Linked DNA regions of Mus musculus: region 2 is linked to region 1. A link is a contact called in public Hi-C data. All regions are on one chromosome and are shown on one strand. Each heading gives the region's core, a stretch centred on a gene start, on an enhancer-like site or on the middle of the called end of the contact. The rest is flanking DNA. Distances are from core to core; before and after follow the strand shown. Region 1 overlaps Ebf1 (early B cell factor 1). Region 2 overlaps Ebf1 (early B cell factor 1).

Region 1 (6,821 bases), core at 723-3,222:
TCATGCAGTGTCCTACACTGATGGACTACAGGATTTCCCCTCCCTCCCTTGCATTAAAACATAACTTCAGAGCCTGGCTTTTTGCATTCTGTTAAATATTCAAAGGTATTGTGCAATTAGCATGTCATTAATGAATAATTAATTACAGCTAAAGCAGCCTTCAGACTTTTTGCAGCTAAATTATTTAAACAGCAAATACAACAATACAGCGCCTTTCTGTGGCTTGGTGTTTTGTTATTGTTTTATTCGAAAGGACAGTGATATCACACTTTTCATTAGTTGTATGAATTATGTGCCACAAAAGCTGTTTTCATTTTTTTCCCTCTCCTTACCTAAAAGTTGCTTCATCTGCCCTAAAAGGAAAAAATTAATTCAGTTCAGATTCAATTTCCTAAGAATTAATTGGCTGCAAATATCTGAACACTGTAGCTGGGGATAGAAGGATCAGATATCTGGACTTAAAAGAGAAAAGTGAACCTACTTCAATCTGTTCTTTTAAAATGACTTGCACAAAACTTCTTTTTTTCTAGATATTCAGATATTCAATTACCACTTTTGAATAAGGAAATTATATATATATGTATATATATATATGTGTATATATATATATATACATATATATATATATATATATATATCCACTGAGTACTACATAGCTCTGCATTCAATAGGTAAGAGTTAAACAGAAAGTAATTTGTTGCTACTTGCAGGCATACATCACCAGTAAGATGTGTGTTCCCATTTAAAGGCTGCACATCTGGGATCAGTTGACGTATCCATCTGCTAACTACCCCAGTAAACAGTATGTCTGGGACCGTCAAACTCCTGCATCCATCACAAATTCCTGCTTTAATTGTGTGTTTACGTGGCAAACCTCTGCTTAAGTATATTTTAATACTGTTTTAAGCAGTTGTAATTGCTCCTTTCTTCTCCATAGTAACTCCAACACGTTTTATTTACCATTACGACAGACTGGGATTCTGCTAGCCCCATAGATAAATAAAGACATAAACCCTCATCCTGTACCAGAAAGAAACAGCAGAAGCTGTGAGGCCAAAACCAAGGGCTTTGATCTCCCAGCCCAGACATCATGGGTCTCTTGCATGAAATCAGTGCTTTGAGTCACAAGTTCAAATCTCTGCAAGGCCACTTCTGTCTTGCTCTATATTTTCAACTGGAGGAAAGGAATGGAGGAGGAGGAGGAGGAGGAGGAGGAGGAGGAGGAGGAGGAGGAGGAGGAGGAGGAGGAAAGCTTTGAAGAGAATAGTCAAACCTCTTACCTTGAGAAAGATAAGAAGCCAGCCACAGGTTTCCTTCATTGTCTTTAAGGATTGTTAATGTTCTGTGTATTAGAGAGTGAGAACTTCAAAGTTTTATAAGAGCTGGGCATCTTAAGGTTTAGGAGAGTGGATGGGGACAACGGGAGGGATTAACATGTGCTGAGGATGCCTAAAGTCACGTAGTGTAGCCTTAGATCTTACTGAAATGTTTTCATCGTCTCTTGATTGTGTTGGGAATGTGGGGAGCAGAGGCATCCCTGTTGCCATTCATGGCACAAGTCTGGAGGTTCCAAGAACAACTTTTAAGAACCACTTCTACCCTCCCACCATGTGGATTCCAGGGAAGATACTCAAGTCACTGCCCTTACCACCTGGTCCATCTTGCTGCCCCCTGAGCTGACTTTAAAGCTAGGATTTCATAATTGAGTTTACTAACAACCTGAAATCACAAGAAAATGGACGAGAAAGGGGAGGGGAGGGAAAGAGAAGAAGGCAAGGGCAAAAATGAAGGGGAAAACAAAAAGAAGAGGAGAGAGCAGCAGCCTCCATAATTAGGGAGAACTATGCAGAGGTCCCCTCACACAAGAGGGGATTTTACTATATTTTTCCAGCCTGCCCAACATATATATGTATAGCAGGATGTCAGACTTCACACGGTACTGTTTGGCCACTCCTCGGGTTTGAGGAACTGAAAATCTTGTGTGCCTGTGTATTATTGTACTGATGCAAATAGTGGACTTTTCTACTCGATTGACCATCATTTTCTCAGGCTGTTCTGTTTGCCACTTTCGGTTCCTACCTCATCTGTAAACGCTCACATAGTCATGGGGCAGAGCAGGGCACAGCCTCGGGGCTGCCAGCTGAGGACCCTCCTTTAGAGTTCAGGACTTACTTCCGATCAATCCAGTTAAATCACGGGTTGAATAGAAGCCGATCACCGAGGCCAGAGAGACTGGCTTGTCGAAGACACGGATTTCCAAGACTCTCAGCAAAGATGCTGGAGGCCGCTTTTTGCCTTGAGAATACTGAATGCAACTCCAAATTGCTTTTAATTCATTTGCCTTTGTGAGTTGGCCCCGTGAAAATGGATAAACCATCGCGTGTGAGGAATTGTTCTTCAGGGTGGCCCCTACTTAACAAGAGGGTGCTGTTTGATCTGTTTGATAATGATTACTGGTGTCTGTTCAGGCCTAAAGAGAAATAGGGGGTTTACTTCAGCAACCTCAAGCTTCCTGCCAAGCCAGTGCAGGCTGGTAAGAGTGTGGCAGGCGCAGAGGTCGTATGGCCCGCTAACCTCTTGGACAGTCTCTCTGTGTCTGTGACTAGGAAGCACTGAACACTCTTTCTGGACACCAACCTATGAGCACAAGTCCAAGATGGAGACACTCTGCACTTCTTGCCTACTCATTCCTCAGACCATTTTTCACTAGGACTTGTGGAGCCTTGAATACACATAAAAGGAAACTGAATTACTACTAAGGGGGAAATAACCTGAATCAACACAGGCCGGTGTGTGCCGGGTCTATTTTTATCCTGCAATCCTCAGAGGGGAGCGGGCACTGCAGAGAAGTAACTGGAATGCATTTATATCAACTTTAGACCTTATATCCAGTAATTGGCAGAGGTAAGATTCAAACTCAGGTCTCAGTCAACAGCATAAAACTTCAGCCCTCCCTGTTTGGTATCACCAGTAGCCAAGCCACATTGTTTTGTCCAGCACAAAACAGCCAGGGTTTCACATGAGGTCAAATTGGTTTCAAGCCAATTTCAACCCGTGCAAGCAAGGGTTAGACTTGCAAATGAACCCATCCTACCCTGTTCTGATGTTTCAGAAAACTCCTGCAAACTCTCTGCTGCTCATCTTTGGAAGCCATGTAAAATGATGGAGTCCCATCTCAGTCACCACCTTTCCCTGAGAGACACAGGATTTCTGATTGCAGTTGATGGTTTTTCTAGGACAGATCTCTGCTGGCTAATTATACCCTCATGGAATGAGTGTTGCCTGCACTGGAGAGGTTCATAGGTACTGTAGGTTTAGGCAGCAACCAAAACGAAAAGAAAGAACAGGATGATGCTTAATTATGAAATATCTGAAGGGGGTTAACTGTAATAATAACCATCCATCCATCATCCATCTCTTCATTAATTTAGGAACGACAAATACTTACTGGTTTTATTTGCTATTTATATGCTGCAAACTCCTGCTTGGAGGTGGTAGACACTGAATTTAATTAATAAATCAGCATTTGTGTCCATATTTGTATGTATCTACGTGCATATGCATATGTCCTTATGTGTTAGTGTATACATATGTGTGTGCCCATGTATCTGTAAATGTATGTGTGCTTGTATACACATACAAGTATACATATATGCGTACATACATAAGTACATGTATTTGATTATATGCATACATGTATATGTGTGTGCATGTACATATATATATTCGTGTATGTGTGTATAAGTTGTGTTTGTGTGTGTGTGTGTGTGTGTGTGTGAGAGAGAGAGAGAGAGAGAGTTAAAAGCACATTGAAGGCCTCAAAGCTAATAAATAACAAGGCTAAGATTTGGAATCGGGTCAAACTCTAGCTGCACTCTCCTTCATAATTTTATGCTACCAAGGAATCTAATACTTCGGTGAGATACCACAAAGGAATGATACCTTTCCAGACCAATTCCAATAATACAATTTCCTCAAGACATGCAGATTAATGGTCTTGTTTTATGAGAGTCCATGCCTCTGAGAGAGATGTGTGTGCTAAAAGAAAAGCAAGAGGTTTCTCAGACCATGATATAACTAGAAATGTAACTTCGGACTTGTTTTATTAGACACACACTTCCACACACACTTCCAGATATTCCTTCCTCAAAGAGCTTTTAAGAATTTCTTTCAAATCATGACCCGAGTTTTCCAATTTATCTTCAGCCATCCAAACAATAATCTATTCTCTGATACAATGCTTGCTAAAAGAAAGAAATTTCAAAATACCATATACCAAGTCCAATGGAATCAGCTAGAAGGTTCAAGGTGCCGAGCACATACTCATCACTTCTCATGCCTGTACCACTCCTGTTAATGAGAAACGCCAGTATCTCCAGGGTGCAACATGAGTGCCCTATGCCAGCCTCTCTGCAGAAAGCACCCCGCGATGATAACCCCATTTCACACAATAAGGCATAGCAAGTTTCCACATCCTTTCTAGCCAATCGGTTGATAAGGAAACTCCCTGGTCTGTCTATAAGATATCGTAATACAAAACGATGTGGTGCAAAGAAAAAGCTAAATAAACATGAATAAGGCTTCAAATAGACGAGATCAAGCCACAAGATAAAAATCTCGAGTAAGAAGTTCTGAGACAGCAACAGCCACATCTATCCTGGTGCAACTTGGGTCCATAAGGCCTGATGAAGTATTTGGCCTTTTGGACATTGGTGAATATACAGTTGAGAAACAGAGAGATAGTAAGTGCTCACTGAGGGTATTAAACTCCTAGAACTCTTACCTCACAGATGTTTACTAACCATGGTTTAAATAAAAGAACAATGTGGCCCTGCAGCCGCCATGGTAGGACTCCCTCCTCAGCTGAGTAGGTTCTTTGCCTCAGCCCAGGTCAGGCCATGCCAGCACCCCTCACTGAGGAGGACACCCCAACTCAGCACAAGGTTGACAATGTGTATCTTATTTTCACTAGGTGTGGGCATCAGAGATGTTATCAGGAAGTCTCTGCTATTCTTTATATCCTACCATGAATGGTTCTTCTGATAAAAAAAAAAAATCAGCAGTTCCCTTAAAGCCAACCAGTATTTGTCCAAGCAAATGACTAGCAAACAGCCATTACCTCTGATGTAGAAAAAATACCAGCATCCCTTGCAGCCTCTCCTGAAGCAGTCTTTGCAAGCCATAGAAGTTTTTTGGCACTCTCCTTTTATGGTGAGATTCTTTACATATATTTTAAAGGGGGAAAGACGGACAGACAGAAAGAAAGAGAGGGGGGTGGGGAAGAAAGAAGAGAGAGAGAGGTAAAGGAAAAAGAAAACCTGCCTGAAATGAAAATTTTCAATCTTGCCTTTGTAAAAATCCTGCAAGCCCAGTGAGCTGCCCCTCCCCCTTGATCCAGGCCTCTGTGTTTCCAGGCGAAGGGGTTGAAAAACATTGTCCCGCTGCATTGAGAACGACATCTGACAGAGCTCGGTGGTGTCCTAACGTGGGTGAATTTAAATGACAAGCTTGGCTTTCTGAGTCCTGGACCCTCTTTTACAATAGAACAGCGTGACTGCAGCCTGGCAGAGGAGCAAAAGCAGAGGAATCAAAGTTTCCTTCAATTCCCCAGTGGTGCTTTGACCTGTCAGGAGGCTGCGACCCGCCCCTGTTAATACATGCAAATCAGATGCTTCCGGTTGGCCGTTCTGATTGGAATACCACACCTTTACGTTCAGGAGGCTCCGGGTGAGGGAGAGTCCTATCACAGACTTCAATTCACCTCGCCCTTTTTTTCTTCTTCTTCAAAAACAGGAGGACAGCCGACTACCTTTCCTTCCTGCCCTTCATCAGTCAGGGAAGACTGTCTGATGGCTTCCTGATTAGCATCAAGGCAAAGGCAGCGTGTTTTTCATAGACTAATGTTATTACCTGAATCATAGGCCTCTTGCTCTCAGCGCACATCCCCAGCCCACAGACAGGTTAACATACACATCCTGCGGGCGGGAGGGATTGCTTTGGTAACAGTCACCTGGTTATTTTTATAACAGAAAGAGAAGGCTCTGGCATGCCCTGGCATAAGCTTCGCAAAGAGAGCATATTATGGGGGTTAGAAACACTGTTCCCAAAGCATTCAGTTAGAAACCGAGAACACTCCGCCACCCCCATCACCCGCCCGGCAGTCAATGCCATTTGTCATTGACGTTTGAAGAAGGAATATTCGAAAAACAAAACAAAACAAAACAAAAACAAAAAACAAAAAAGGAATATTCATAAGAAAAGGACATTTTAAGGCCAGTGTTTTGAATATCAACCTGTGATTGTCCTTTTGACTGGCATATCTGCCTTCAGTGTCACTTAGACCTTGTCAGAATGAAACTAGACTCTTAACTCTTCAGATCAGGGTAACTGGAAATCCAAGAAGGAGGAAGGAAGGGATATGTAAAATATTTTAATAGATTGGCATTTTCTGAAGCTTAGAAAACCACTACCTCAATGAATCCCTGAATATTTAAAAAAATCTGAACAATAAACAAGCAGTAGTCACATTGCCAATATTTTATTTTAAAAAAAAATATTCCTAATACTAAAGAGGTGAATACGTGGAACCAAAACTATAAGAAAACTCTCTTCAAGAAGAATATCAAAGATTTAAATAAATGGGTTTTTTTTCAATATGCTATAGATATCAAAGTTTTCAATCTTCCCCCCCCCCCATGGGGGGAGGGGGTGTGGTTTTTGAGACAGAGTTTCTCTGTGTAGCCCTGGCTTTCATGGAACTTGCTCTGTAGACCAGGCTGGCCTCAAACTCAGAAATCCTCCTGCCTCTGCCTCCCAACCTT
Region 2 (7,277 bases), core at 3,032-5,531, 130 kb after region 1:
AAACCAAAAAACAAAAAACAAAAAAACCTGAGATTAGACTTAGGGTGCCTACATGACTCTACTTCGTGAGTCACCAGTGACCTGGGGCTTTTTCTCTTTGTGCCCATCCATGTCTCATTGGCCCTAAAATTCCTGTGGTTGATTTCTCCACCTTGACCTGCCCCCCTTCCTTTCATTCTTGGAACCCTATATACTCAAAGTTCTTTCTAATTCGACAGTGTGACCTTCTTATTCAATATGAGCATTCCTCTCAAGAATGGAATCATTGAGTCCTCTCTTCTTATTCTGAATTCTCAACCTCATCTTCCACAGAGCCTCAGTTCTTGCCTTTGAGAAGCAGAGTTTGAAGCTGGTTATCTTTCACCAAGTCCCTCTCGCCAGCTCCAGGCCACAAGACTGCTCTGCTGTAAACCTTCACAGAGCAACCCTGCTTAGACCACAAACACTTCTTTAGGTGGCCTCTAAAATCCCTCTCCCATCTTCTCTCTCTCTCTCTCTCTCTCTCTCTCTCTCTCTCTCTCTCTCTCTCTCTCTCTCTCACACACACACACACACACACACACACACACACACACTGATATGACTCACCTACAAATATTTCCTCCCTCCTCTCCATCCTCAGAGTCCTTTACCCACCATCACATCAAACCCTTTGCCCAGTGACGTCTCATTAGCTGCTCAAAGCTTCCATCTTCAAGCTTTCCCACTATGGCATGAAATTTCCTTACTCTAAATTCCACAAGGCTTTGCACATAGAAGGTACTAACAATAAAGATACATCATCACCACAACTGTAGGGAACCAGGTACATCCAGGTTTGATAGACACCAAACCTCCCTTCAATGCTTTCTTACCATCAGCTACTTAGAGCCAAAAAGTACCAAACTTGGCCAGGCACAGATGAGTTCTCTACTACTGCTTCTATTAATACTGCTTCAAGTCATAACAGTATTTCCATTCTGACTCTGCCAAGCATCAAGGTAAGAATTTATAGGGACTATAGCGTTTAACCTTCACTACCACCCTAGGAGATAACATTTAAAACCCCATTTCACAAATGGGACAGCTGAAGCCTGGAGTCCACTGAGTCACTTCCTGCCTTTTAAAGGGCTTGGCTGAATAAAAACAGAGAGTAGGTGTCATTGCAAAGGCAGGGTGTCCTATGGAGTTAAAAGCACCCGGTACCCTGGACAACTTATAAGGGGTTATGACTTGGGCCAATGGCCAGAGGTGCTTCCCTGGGAAAGCCACACATAACTGAGTGGAGGCAATCAGACTAAACCTGCAAACAAGTAAGGAAAAAACACAAAAACCCACCCTATCACATAAGCAGGCTAGCCTTGAGAGTTTCAAGGTTCTTTTGCAAAATAAAATAAGCAAGAACCTGGGGGTTAGAGAGATGGCTCAATGGTTAAGAGCAACAACTGCTCTTCCAAAGGTCATGAGTTCAAATCCCAGCAACCACATGGTGGTTCACAACCATCCATAATGAGATCTGACTCTCTCTTCTGGTGCGTCTGAAGTCAGCTACAGTGTACTTATGTTAAATAAATAAATAAAGCAAGCAAGCAAGCAAGCAAGCAAGCAAGCAAGCACCTTCCTTAGATAGGTGCCTCTGGCCTGCCATCTCCCTGGGTACTGGAAATGAAGAACTCCTGCCGCCTGAAGTCTGCTGGAGAGCTGGGTATCAAGTCCCCCTACTAAGCTGAGTCCCCAGTTTTCATTTGCATTGAAACACAGAAGTTAGGGTACTCATATAAGCAAACCCCTTATAGAATCCCACTCTTAAAAAAATAAATGAAAGGATTCATAGAGCCATATTATCTGTAGAACTTCACAACCATAAATGACTGGTGTGATATTCTAAGTCACCAAAGGCAGAAGTGCTCTGCATCTTCAAATCAAAGAGAGTTTTTCTCTCAGTGTCAACAATTATAAACTAATGATGGTAATTTCTTTAGCCATGTCACACAATGGGGTCACCTTCTCCACAAAACACAATGTTTTTTTTCTCTCTCTCTCCTTCTCCTCCCCCTTCTTCTTAATTTACAGCACCTGAGACAGGACTGTCCCTTGCTTATCGTTTCCTTTTCCCTTCCATTTGCCTGTAATGAACAGAACGCACCAAGCCCTTTCTTGTGGATCGAAATTCTGTCTCCTTCATCATAGCCAGTGTACTATAAACATACAGCTTTTGTGACATCAACGCAAAGTTTTATTGTGCCGTTAGCTTTGACAGAAAGCACTGCAGAAAGTTGTTTAGAAATTAAATATCTAAAACAAGCTATTTTAAAATCCAGGGCCTTCACTATTTCATGTCTGCAATGAAGAAATTTTATCTTGGGGAGAGCAAGCTGTCTTTCACACCATATGGCTAATGGTGGTGCATAGCAATTAGCCAGGCTGATTAATGGTGAACAGATTCTAATTTTATGCTTATAATTGAGGCTGCATTTGCACCCCTGGTGCAAATTCAGCACATCCCAACTTCCACTTACAACAGGCAAGAAATCAAGAGAAATAGGATGGTATGGAAAGTGAGAATTTTTTTTTCCTAAAGCCCCCTAAAGAGCATCAGATTTGCAATTTAAAAGACTGTTAGCCACACAATAGATGACAGGTTTGTGTAATGGGGTCATGGTAGCCTGTAAACAAACAGTACCCCTTCCACATCTATAGGCAGCCGGAGAGAGCAGTAATCTGTAACATTAGCAAGATGACATTTGGAATATGGCTTTCCCTCTTAGCCACTCGGTACAAACAGCGTCATTTGCCTTCCATGGCTTGAGAATTTTATTTTTTGCTATTTTTATGTTTCTGAAAAATAGAGAGAACGCGAGCAGTAAAGCACACCAACCAGCATAATAAAGCACTTTGGACCAATGAATTTTAAAAACAAGGAAAATATAAACTGCATTAATAGAGGGGGGCCCTGCGCATGAGAGGCATAATATATCTCTAAGTAGTTCAGGAATAGAATTCTCTCCAGCATAATCCAAACATATGCAGATACGAAATGCAAATCGATGATGTATAGCTAGTGCTTGGCCTGTTCCTGAAATCCATCTTCCTGTTTCCTGTTCTGCTACAGCCACACGCAGCTCTACATGGAGAGGGCAGTCTAATGGCGTGTTAATTGTAGAAGGCTAAAATGATAGAGCTGTGGTTGGGGGAACAGTAACACAGACGAGGTTACGATTTACTTAGGTTACATTTTTTAAACCGGGGCTTGCTCCTTTCCTTCTAAAAAGGTGCCACTCAGCCAGATTATATCCAGGTCATACACACAGGGTAAAACTAACTCGTTCTACTGATGAAGAAATTCCACCCTGTTTAGGAGTGTTCCACTACTGTCTTAAGTCTGGAGGAAAAAAAAAAACAACCTGGTTTTTAGAATAATTAACAGGTTTTATAAATCACTGAAGTGAAAATGTGTGAAGCGCTTATATATCTTAGAACTATAAATCAGAAGTATTTCTAAAAAGAAAAAAAGCAGAATTTTTATAGATACAAATGTTAATGTTTGGGATGTCACTCGGAAAACACAACACACTTTTGAGTCTTTTTCCACCTGTAGAGTTGTAAGATTGTTTGCCCCAAGAGTCCATGAGTGGCCGGTAAGGGCTTCCCATGCTGAGAAGGCAGCTGAAGACCCATGTAGACTGGTCAGTGACATTCACCAGCCAAACACACATTGTGCCAGAGAGAGGCTGCTCAGCTAACAAAGCAATTAGGAACTCTCCTCTGATGTCAAGTGTGGCATCTCCCTGCTTTATCTAATTACTTGGGAGATGTTGAGAGCAAAATGCTGGGTTATTTTACAAGGAATAAGAGTGTAAGTTAAAAGGCTGCCCTTATCCCTCTGCTGCATAGGCCTGGCTGAGGCCACCAAGGGGCACTGTGGTCTCAGATGACACTTCAGCATGATCACAGCAGAAAGAGATTCATCTGTGAGGAACATGAATTATTAGACCTTTTGTGGTCTCCTTTTCATTTTCCTTCCCCCAAAACCCCAAAGCAAACCACCCCCAAGAAATATTAGCTTCATGCTCAGATATGAACAGGATTACTAAAAGACCATCTACAGGAGAAAAGAAGAGACAGAGAGAGACAGAGACAGAAAGAGACAGAGATGAGTTTAGGCTCAGGTATGGGGTGTTATAGTAAGCAGAACTCAAAGGAGGAAGTATGACTTTCAAGTTGCCCCCAACAGAAGCCTCTGCTGACTTCAAGAGAACTCATATTTTACTAAGCATGCAGATGAGTGCAAATGTCACCAAAAAGGAAATTATACTCTATGTCACTCCACTGCGAAGGAAGAGGGAGGTTGCTGCTCTGTGGCCATGAACAGTGAGGTACCAAAAAACGCAAACTAATGTCTCCCAAGATGAAATGTAATAAACAACTGAGAACCGACATGATCCTTGACCAAATTACCAAATGTGTCTGATAATTCTTCCAGACCATTTACCAAACGCAAAATAAACATATTCCCCACCCCCCAATGGAACTGATTTCACCTAGACTTGAGATCCAAATTCATCTTTACTTCAGAGAGAGAAAGAGAGAGGAAATTTCTTACCTGCACATGATCTCGTGTGTGAGCAATACTCGGCACATTTCAGGGTTCTTGTCTTGGCCTTCATACACTATGGCCTGAAAGTAAAGGCATGTTTTTAGCTAAAAATAGAAACAAGTAGCAGAGGGTTATGTATAACAATCCCGTTCTTCACTGCCTCGCCCCTGCTGGGGGCCAATTAACTTTTAGGAGCAAAAAGCCTCACTGGGCTGATTATTTCAGGACACATTGGTCAGGATCAGCCCAAATTGAGTGGAATGGGATCTGATCCTCTCTGCCCTATCAGCCACCTCATTATGCACATCTTTGGACCAAAGCATGTGATAGGCATCTGTTGTCAAGACAACCATAATTCTCTTTTCAATACAGAATAAAAATAAGTCTAATCAATAAAGAGGGGAGATCCAGAAGGCTGAAGAGGTTGCAATATTTTGTATTTCAAATGGAGAGAGGCCATGTGCGTTTGATCGGCCAGCCACGTACATTTGCTTCCGCACTGCTCCCAGCGTGTTCTACTGGAAAGTAGCAGGAAATGGGTATGGGGAAAGCTGGATGTCTATGCATCGTCAAAGTCATTTCTGAAGCGATTCCATCAGGGGAAACCCCCTCTTCCTACCGAGAGGCTGAGAGCAAGCGCTTTTGCAGGGTGTACACCCGCCCAGAAGGGAACCCTTGCCAGCATATGCTGTGTGGGGGGGTGAAATCACAGAGTCAGCTCCTTAAGCAGAGAATTACATCTCACTCTCAAAATCTGGATTCCCTCAACCGCCAGCCACGGGCGCTTTGCTCTCTTTTCCTTTTTGCAACACAATCACATTTTGCTTTGGGACACCCACCAAGTTCCCCAAAACCTCAAGCTTGCTCATGGACCTACAGGTCACTGTCCCAGCCAAAGAGACACACAACGCTATTGGTAGACTGGGCTTCTGCATCAGCATACATTTAACTCACTTAACACTGTATCACTGCATAATACTAATATAACACAGCTTCAAATTGTTAATAAAATTACTTTCACACATTCACAGAACCCTCAGTTTCTTAGTGACAAAAACTATTTAAATTAACCAGAGGTTATTCTTATTATTATGTGGTTCATAAAAGGACTTCTGTGCCTAACTGGTCATTCTCATGCACCATGGTTTTGAACTTGGAGACAGAACCACCGTGACTTAAGACCCAGTGTAGACAGATCCCTGGGTCATGACCTGATTACAGTTTACAGTATCTAGACACAGAGCAAAGCTAACTTTACAACAAATTAAAATGAAGGAAAAAAAGAAAAGCACACATCCCTAACATTGGTCTATCAAAACTACCTACCTTTTATGGCTAGCTCATCATAACCTTGTATTTTAAAAATAAATAAATTGTTTTTACTTCAACTGTAGACTTCTAAAACGGTTGAAAGAACATGCTTAGAGGCCCAGGATGGATATTCATTGCCCAGATTCCTCAAACGCCTGCATTTTACTAAATTTGCTTCCTATTTTTCTTTTTCCCCCTAAATCACTTTTTAGCAAATTGCAGATTTATCCTCAATATCTCTGCATGCATTTCCTGAAAACAAGGCTTTTTCATGCATAATCGCAGCACAATTATCTAAATCAGAAAATTAGCATTGATACAATAGAATAATCTAATCTCCAGACCTTATTGAGATTTACCAATTACCTAATAATGTCCTTTACAGCGAAAGAAAATCCTGTGCTAATCACCGCGCTCAGCTGTCATGTCTCCTTTCATTCCGAATATCCTCCAGTCGTTGTGGTTCATGGCATTGACATTGTTGCAAATACAGGACAGTTACTTTGTAGAATATCCTTCCGTTTGGGTTCTATTCTGGTTCTCCAGCTCATATGAAAGTCTTAGACTTCAAGGTGGGACAACAGCACAGAGCGATGCTGAATTCCCTCCGAACCAGGTTCTCCTTATCCACAGGTTTAGGAACAGCATATACTCTGACTCATTCTGTTAGAGTGATGCTCACCATCTACCAGTGACCACAGGCTAGCTTCTCACAATATAAGGTTACATCTTATCACTGTGCTCTGGGGCAATAACTTGCACCGTGTTAAAGTCCTTTGATGTGTCAAATCTTTCGTCACTAGTCTTAGTGTGAACACATAACTCTTCCTTTATTCTTATTATATTTGTTTATCAAATTGGGAGGGCTAATGCCATTGTGTGTTGTGAGTGTGTGTGTGTTGTGAGTGTTTGTGTGTTGTGAGTGTTTGTGTGTGTGTGTGTGTGTGTGTGTGTGTGTGTGTGTGTGTGGTGTGTGGTGTGTATAAGATCAAAGAACAAATTTCAGGAGTTGGTTCTCTCTCTTTCCATCATGTGGAGATGAGAACTGAACTCAGGTCTCCAGGCTTGCTCAGCAAGCCCCTTTACCGTCTAAACCTTCTCACTGGCCCTTTTGCCAATATTCTTAAAAGGCTTCTTCAAATGCCCTAAAAGTTGCTTTATTCAAGAAAATGCATTAATTAAAAATATTCTGAAAACCAAAAATTGATGCAAGTGGAATGGCTCAGAAGGTAAAGATGTCTGCCAAAAAGCCTTGAGATCAATTAACACTGTGAAAGGAAAGAACCAACAATTGTCCTTTGACCTCCACACATACACTGCAGCATTCAGGAGCCCTCACACATATATGAGCATGCGTGTGCACTCGAGCACACAATCTAAATAATAAATA

What was found. Hi-C and Micro-C count contacts between places; a contact is called where the count stands out from the background.
Region 2: a Hi-C map of centroblasts shows a contact between it and region 1, with 3 times the contacts expected there. The contact joins two enhancer-like sites. A contact is called at or near these places in 1 of 15 datasets of contacts at CTCF or cohesin (the NIH/3T3 cell line), 19 of 484 Hi-C or Micro-C datasets (B cells, the C10 cell line, the C2C12 cell line and 10 more), 11 of 115 datasets of contacts at active chromatin or transcription factors (the 230-238 cell line, embryonic forebrain, embryonic hindbrain and 6 more) and 4 of 9 other capture datasets (adipose tissue, embryonic tail, embryonic trunk and 1 more).

Annotation. Positions count from the first base shown.
Region 1 is chr11:44,760,417-44,767,237 of GRCm38.p6, reverse strand. All of the region lies in intron 6 of Ebf1 (early B cell factor 1), which reads right to left. Among named protein-coding and RNA genes, the nearest start is that of Ebf1, 150 kb to the right of the region's middle. Within about 2 kb of position 1,972, at least 23 of the 459 cell types and tissues checked have an H3K27ac peak or open chromatin away from gene starts, as enhancers often do. A contact at or near this core is called in B cells, the CH12 cell line, centroblasts and 2 more, where this site is marked.
Region 2 is chr11:44,630,130-44,637,406 of GRCm38.p6, reverse strand. Ebf1 (early B cell factor 1) reads right to left here. Exons shown (of 16, transcript NM_007897.3): 5 at 4,583-4,656. Among named protein-coding and RNA genes, the nearest start is that of Ebf1, 16 kb to the right of the region's middle. Within about 2 kb of position 4,281, at least 11 of the 459 cell types and tissues checked have an H3K27ac peak or open chromatin away from gene starts, as enhancers often do. A contact at or near this core is called in B cells, the CH12 cell line, centroblasts and 2 more, where this site is marked.